Regions from separate parts of the Oryzias latipes genome. Here region 1 is linked to region 2. The links are chromatin contacts, called in public Hi-C maps. All regions are on one chromosome and are shown on one strand. Each heading gives the region's core, a stretch centred on a gene start, on an enhancer-like site or on the middle of the called end of the contact. The rest is flanking DNA. Distances are from core to core; before and after follow the strand shown. Region 1 holds the start of zbtb11 (zinc finger and BTB domain-containing protein 11). Region 2 has its middle 25 kb from the start of tp63.

Region 1 (3,713 bases), core at 276-2,775, 60 kb before region 2:
ACAAGAAGAAACTTAAAGCCCTCAGCACATCCTCTCCTTGTATAAAGAGGGCAGGCTGCTGTGTGCACCTGGATTTACTAAAGTCCATAATTAGCTTCCTTGGTTAGCTGATTTGTTTCAATTTTTTGTAAAGAAGAAATGTTTGAACATTTGCTGTAAGTTTATTGGAAGTAGGCTGTATCTGGCTTTATACATGATGAGAGCCGTTTTAAGTTTCACTAGATCCCATAGTTTCAATAAACACGACTTTAAAAATAGAGTATTTGTAACTGTCCCATAATCCACAATTCGAACAGCTTTTTTTGGTAAGACATATAAACACTATAGGTTTGATTTATAAGTATTTCCCCAAACTTCTACGCTGTACTGTAAATATGGTAGTATTATGGATTAATCTGAACGACCCTGGGAGTATTTCAGGCAGGCAACTCGAGCAGTGCGTTTACCTGGTTACTCCTCCCTGCGGGCGGTTCAGTCTAATCAACTCACCTGTTCAGCGTCCTACTTAAGTTCCAAGTGCGGTCCAATCCTCTTGTTCCTTTTCCGCGAGCTCTGCGTTCGTCAGCCCACCCTCCTCCCCGGCTTCCACCTGTGAGCTCTGTTAGGGGTAGTTTAATACCCAAAGTTTTATATGGAGATCTTTGCTTTATGTATTTGAAAGGAGCCTTGTGCCAAACTAAAAGAAATATGGAAAAATTATTCTTTACTGCATGAGTTGTCTGACTGAAATATTAGTAAACGTGCTTTGTGAGTAAAAGTATGGTGGGTTTTTCCCAAGACTGCTTTGCTTTTAGCAAATTTAGTTCTGACCTGCTTAATTTGTGGTTTCCAGCTTATTCTTTCGTCCATAATTACTCCAAAGAACTTGATTTCAGTCACTCTTTCCAGTACATGATTGTCAATGTCCATGATTCATGTCCAGATTCTGGCAAGATTTTCATTATTGGCTTAGTCAAAAAATAAACCTCACACAATTCACAGAAAAATATATTTTGCTTTATAACAGTAAGTTGTCAAAAGAGACATCAAAATTAGAAACTTCCTTCTGATTTGGGGAAAATATCATTTTCATGAAAAAAAGTGGAAAAAAGATCGGCCGAATTTCCTGTGTTTTAAAAATGAAGTCAGACTGTATTTATAACCTCATTGAAATGTATTCAGAACTCAAGTTCTTTCATTGACGACATTTGTAAATCTACTTCAGAGTGGTTACTGATTTAAGATCCAGATTGTTGATTGCCTTAAAATCTAATTTATGCTGAAAGATTTCTATATTTTAAAATGTATACGTTTTTTTGTGAAGAGCTGTGCCTTGCATCATTGTGTCTGCGAGAGTTTAGTAATGACGATATTTCAATTTGAATAAATAAATACATAAATACAAACAAATACCTTTGACTATGTCGCCATCTTGTGGCGGAAGCCCTTCTTGTTTACTTCCGTCTTTGTCTACGCAATATCCGGTTGTGCAGCAGCCATTTTGTCTGTTCGGGCAAGTCTTCCGTTACGGCAACGAACAGCAGTTCCACCTTAAAAAACAATTTGAAATGTGAATTTATTGTGTATATCTCTGCTTAATCTGCTTTTGAGCGCTAAATAAAAAATCTACTATTTAAGAAGCATCACAGAGCTCCACTCTTTGGCACAAACTCGCACGTCGGCGCGGAAAACGCGAGTAAGCAGAGACAAACATGTCGTGTGAAGAAAGCTACTTGGCTATCAGACGCTATCTGACGGATGAACGGGAGCCGTATGCACCGGGGACGCCAGGCAACACCAAGAGGAAAATCCGAAAAGCTGCTGCCTGCTACGTTGTCCGGAACGGGACTTTGTTTTACCAGCGACGACTAAAGGGTCAGAATGATTTCACGGAGCTGGAGGTTGTACTGCAGGACAGCCGGAGGAAGGAACTTATCAAAGATGCGCACACTATGGCAGAAGGGGAGCATTTCAACCAGCAACTCACATGGGAAATTATCTCCCAGAAATATTGGTGGAGAGGTAATATGCTTAATTACCTTGGAAGAACCTGGGGAATTTTTTTTTGGTAGATCTGTTTATTCGGTGGAGACGTAAAAAATCGACAGCAAGTGAAATATGACAGCTACGCAACCCGGTGACGCTCTACGCACCACGACTCTTTGTCGCCATCTGGTGTTTTTTTGATATACTTAACGTTTCATTTAATCTTTTGTTTATCCTAGACTTACCTATTTTTTTAAAATCTTTTTTTTATGTAACATACCACACTATATTTCTACAATCATGTCACAGTTTTTCTAGTGGATCTAGAAAAACGTTTTAACAGAAGTAACCAGGATGTTTTTGAGCATATATTAAAATAATTTAGATCTGAGAAACCAATTTAGCCCCCAGACCATAACACTGCCACCACAGAACAGTACTTCTGTCATAAGTCTTATGAGAAGATTCAATTAAATTCTGGAAGATAAGATATCTGTCTTGCAAGCATATAATTCACACAGCTAGTCAATAACTGCTTCATAGGTTTAACCTTTTTGGTATAAGTTTGCTACACAGAATGGCAAAGCTGACCTTTTACCCGTGTTTCTGACATTTGAGGAATTCTGAAAAACGTCAAGGACCACATCAGGGAGTGTGCTCACTGTCAGAGCAAGCGGAGCATGGACGACGGGTCTGGATCTCGGTCATTCTCCAGGACGGGGAAGCGCCGGCACGACGAGGAGCCGGAAGAAGAGGAGGAGGAGGACGATGGCTTCTTCGTTAAGGATGTATCTTCGCAGCAGAAATCCAGGGCGCCTAAAGAAAAGGGCAGGCATGAAGTGGTCTTTGTAAGTGTCATGATTCTATTTTGCTTCAAGCCAAACTCTTTCTGAAGCAGAGATGCAGCACAGCAGGGAAAACACAAGCTTGACTGAAAAGGTGAGACGGGTTTATGTCTGTTCCAGGTGGACAGCAGAGGGGAGGTGAATCAGTTTCTGCCCAAACACAGCCAGACGATGCTGGACAAACTCAACAGGCAGCGCCTGGAAAATCAGTTCTGTGACATCACGCTGCTGATCGAAGGAGACGAGTACAGAGCGCACAAAGCGGTTCTGGCTGCATGCAGTGAATACTTCAACGAGCTCTTCTTCGAGAAGGGTGCTGTGACCACACACGAAGCTGTGGTGGACCTGAGCGGTGAGCGGCGTTCCCGCCTTTGCCGGGTGTTTTCTCTCTTCTCTGATTGGTCCCCTCTCTGCAGGTTTCGCTAAAGCCAGCTTCCTCCCGCTGCTGGACTTCGCCTACACCTCCAAGCTGACATTTAACTTCTGCATCATGGCGGACATCGCCAACCTTGCCCGCCACCTGCTGATGACAGAGGTGTTGCAGATATGCGAGTCTGTGCACAAACAGGTGGAGGACCACAAGCTGACGGTGTATCAGAAAGGGGAGGTGCACACCGTGGTGTCGAGTCAACCGGCTCCCCAGGAGGCTATGAAGGATGAGCCCGAGGCGTACGTGGTGACCATAGAGAGCGAGGACAGCGAGCCTGTGGCTTACGTCACCTCGTCCAAAGACGCCTTCATGCAGCAGCCCATCACAGTGGTCACCCAGTCTGTAGAAGGAGAGGCGGTGCACACCGAGGAGGTGGCGCCGATGGAGCCTGTGGCTCTGATCGCTCACAGCGCGCACGTTGAGGAGGCAGAAACAGTCACCCTGATCACCGGCAGCGCAGACGGGATGGAGGG
Region 2 (3,376 bases), core at 752-3,251:
ATGTTCGGGCTGGAGCTCCAGCACTTTCACTTGACATCACCATGCCATTGCTTTCTGGTTTATTTAAGTGAAACAGCTTTTGTAAACTATTATTAGTCGTTATTAATGTGTATTTTCTGGAGAGAGCCTGTCAAAAGTGTCATCAGTTTTCCGTCATTACTTTCTGTAAACAAGCCTTTTTAAAAATGATGGATAAACATACAGCTGGCATTTATTCACGCCTAGGAAAAACATTTGCAGCTTTAAAAAGTCCTTTGCGTAACTGAAGGAGAGTCAATTCATCACATCTGCTTAAGATATTGAGTTCAAAACCGATACATGATATCTAATCTTTCAACAGGGACATTTTTATCTGTCTATTTGCATTCATTTATTTACTGTGGTGGATTCATTTTTGTGGGTTTGTTAGCTTTTGCGTTTCTTAAAAAAAAACAAAAATAAAAAAAGCTTTTAACTGGAGCAGGTGGTTAGCTGGTAAAACTTCAAAAAATGCTTGACTTGACATCATTTTGTCCCATCTTATTCCCTGAGTTCTAGTACTTTATAGGAAACCAAATTCATTCAATTTCTGGATGTTTCATTTCAAAGCGGGAGTGGATGATATCGCAGGCCCAAGGCTGTGTCACACAGTCACTAGGTACATTTTGCCCATTTTCCACGTGTGTAATTCCAGTCTTTCGTGATACTTGCGTGATATACAGAATTCTTAAGTGTTTCTTGCGTTTGTCATTCGTCCATGCGTGCACATCAGGGAGTCGGTCTCTACTTGAATTTGGTTTTGAGCTGCTCAAAAATTTTGGGTGGTTTAGAATTACAGAGTTTGTGCGTATGCAGTTATCATATAAATCTTACGCAATTATGTGTGATTTTTGCAAATGCAGATTTGTGGCTTTTCGTGACCGTTCCACGTATGTCTAAAAGGCTTTTTGCGCATCTACCACCGATGTACAACCTTTCCACTGCGGCAGTAAAATATTGTTTTAAGCATCAGATTGCAGACAGCTTGGATGTGCATGTGAATGCGCACATATCACGTTAAAATTACGTAAGTGACGCTCGAATCCCTAACAAATTGCATAATAACAGCACAATAGTCATGCACGGTTCATGTTCTACATTGAATTACGTGTTCTTTGATTTATTCCTACGTCTTCAGTAGTTTTAAGGTGGTTCATTCGCAATGCATGTCTGAAAACTTTACATAATGACCTCAATGCGTCTGCATTCTGCATGTAAAAGAGCTGCTCCCTTTGTAACAGGACATGGATGGATGGGTTGGGTCCAAATTCCCTCACTATTTAGGGCATTATAAAGGTCGCATTTCTTAGGTATTCACTCCAGGACATCGGTGACGTCATATTTTGCGTTTAAGAAAAAGTAGTTAGGCTGATGTCCGAATTGCTGTTAGTAGTCCCGCACTATATAGCTTTAGTAGTTAGGGAGTTGATAGGAAATTTGGACAACGATTTGGTGTCACTGCATCACAAAGAGAAGAAACCCGTAAAAAGCCCCCGGGATCGTTGGAGTTTTCCGTGCACAGTTTTACTTGAGGAAGGGGAATTTTTTCAGCAGGTGTTCCAAAGCTACATTTGGACCAAAACTGGCATTTTTAAGTCAGGCATTTAAAAACAAGATAATAAGTGGATGGAAAATTCTTTTTTTTCGTTCTCCTGCCGGAGCTGTAACGATTATTCACTTCCATTTTATAGCAATTTGGCTTTTGATGCCCTCATTCCACATCATTGTGTTGTAGTGGCATCTGATAATCATCTTGTCATGATTTTGTATATTATTCTATTATTTTAGTTAGAAATAGAATCTCTGTCTTCCTGGACAAAATTGATGAGCAGGAGAGTCAGATAAAGCTCGTAAGTTTCCTAAATGTCCTTCTCTGCTTTTGTTTTCCACAGCAAGAATCCGGGTGTGTTCAGGGCTGCAGCATTCTGCATAGCTGGGAGGGTTGGTGGATTTGACAGCTCTCCAAGTGTCCCCTGGCCCTGAGTTCAGCAAACACACTCCAGACACAACAGTGACAGCTGGGGGAGGGATAAATAAAAACACTGTCTCTAGCTCCATTACAAGACAGCAATCCAGACAACAACCCAGTAGCCTCACCAGCTAACAGCACAGCGCATGCAAACACATGCGTACGTTTCCTCACACATTCACTGCTTCACACTTACTGCTTTCACCGCTGCAAGGGCAACAGATGGAAAAGCGACAGAGGTGAGAAGAGGGGGAAAGCAACACCAAACACGAGAGATGCTGCTGGACTTGGCCCGTTAGCAACCGGCATTCCTTTGACAGGTGTAACATGTTTACCAAACAAACAGGCAACACAAATGTCAAAAAAAGGAAAATGTTGACTTGAGGTTGCATGAGCTGTGAAAAAAAGCCCTGTATCCAGGCTGGCATATCTCTGAGGGCTTTGAAGGCATTTCAGAGAGATGAGAAGACTGCGTGCCACACCAGGACTGCAAGAGTGTCTCGCAGAATGTGTCTTATGTTACTTGCCCCAAGCATCCCAGGCATCTCTGGATGTTTGCCGAGGCCATCCGGGGTCACAGGGACTGATCGGCAGTTTCCAAGCCTCTTACTTTGCTGATCAGATTCCACTTGGGGGCAGAAGGAAACCCTTCTCACATCGCAATGGGGCGAAATAACCACTTGGACCTGTCGGGCCAGACATGAAGACTTCCGCAGTGAGTGACAATGGCCTTGACCTCCAACAAAAGCAATTACAGCCAACCATCTCTGTAACAGGAGCGGTTTTCCAATGATTTTCTTAAGTTTTTAACATGCTCTTGTGGGATTTTTCTGATGATGGAGGACATATAGAAACAAATTTAGGCTTAAAACTGCGCTTCTGACTATTTATTTATTTAAATTGTTGAGAATCAGGACCAGATACGTAGGAAAAAGCTTGTAAGTGTGACGTCAGTGCTACAATTGGAAAACCTCAACCTCCCTGGTCCGCTCCCTTCTGATGCATCCCCTTGTAGACGACTAGTTCCATACACGTTTTTGTTTGTACGCCTGGATTGCTCCAATATTGCTCGCCATTTTTGTTGCACCCGTTATGTTAGCTTGGAGATGTGAGTCACTGTAAGCTATTGGGAGAGCGTGTATGTTGGGAAATGGGAATGGGCACAGTAACAGCTCCGCCCACAACTCAGAGGTGAATTTCTAATGAACTACTGTCGCTCTGGAAAAAATCTGTCCTAAAAAATGACACAGGTTTTTCTTATTTTGGCTAGAAAAGGGTTAGTCATACTTTAAAGACCACTGGGAATGCTTTTACCACAGATCAAGAGATGACCAGAGTGTAATTTTAAACAAAAGAATAAAAACTGAACGTGAGGCAGAGTAAACTTAC

Evidence for each region. A called contact is a pair of places that touch in the nucleus more often than the background predicts.
Region 1: a Hi-C map of gastrula embryo shows a contact between it and region 2, with 1.8 times the contacts expected there. The contact joins the promoter of zbtb11 here to the enhancer-like site in region 2. A contact is called at or near these places in 5 of 5 Hi-C or Micro-C datasets (embryo, fibroblasts and gastrula embryo).

The regions. Positions count from the first base shown.
Region 1 is chr4:27,466,536-27,470,248 of ASM223467v1, reverse strand. zbtb11 (zinc finger and BTB domain-containing protein 11) reads left to right here and starts at 1,525. Exons shown (of 10, transcript XM_011474429.3): 1 at 1,525-2,001; 2 at 2,584-2,813; 3 at 2,931-3,162; 4 at 3,227-3,713. The coding sequence starts at 1,692.
Region 2 is chr4:27,407,791-27,411,166 of ASM223467v1, reverse strand. No RefSeq gene overlaps it. Among protein-coding and RNA genes, the nearest start is that of tp63, 25 kb to the left of the region's middle. Within about 2 kb of position 2,001, at least 2 of the 8 cell types and tissues checked have an H3K27ac peak or open chromatin away from gene starts, as enhancers often do. A contact at or near this core is called in gastrula embryo, where this site is marked.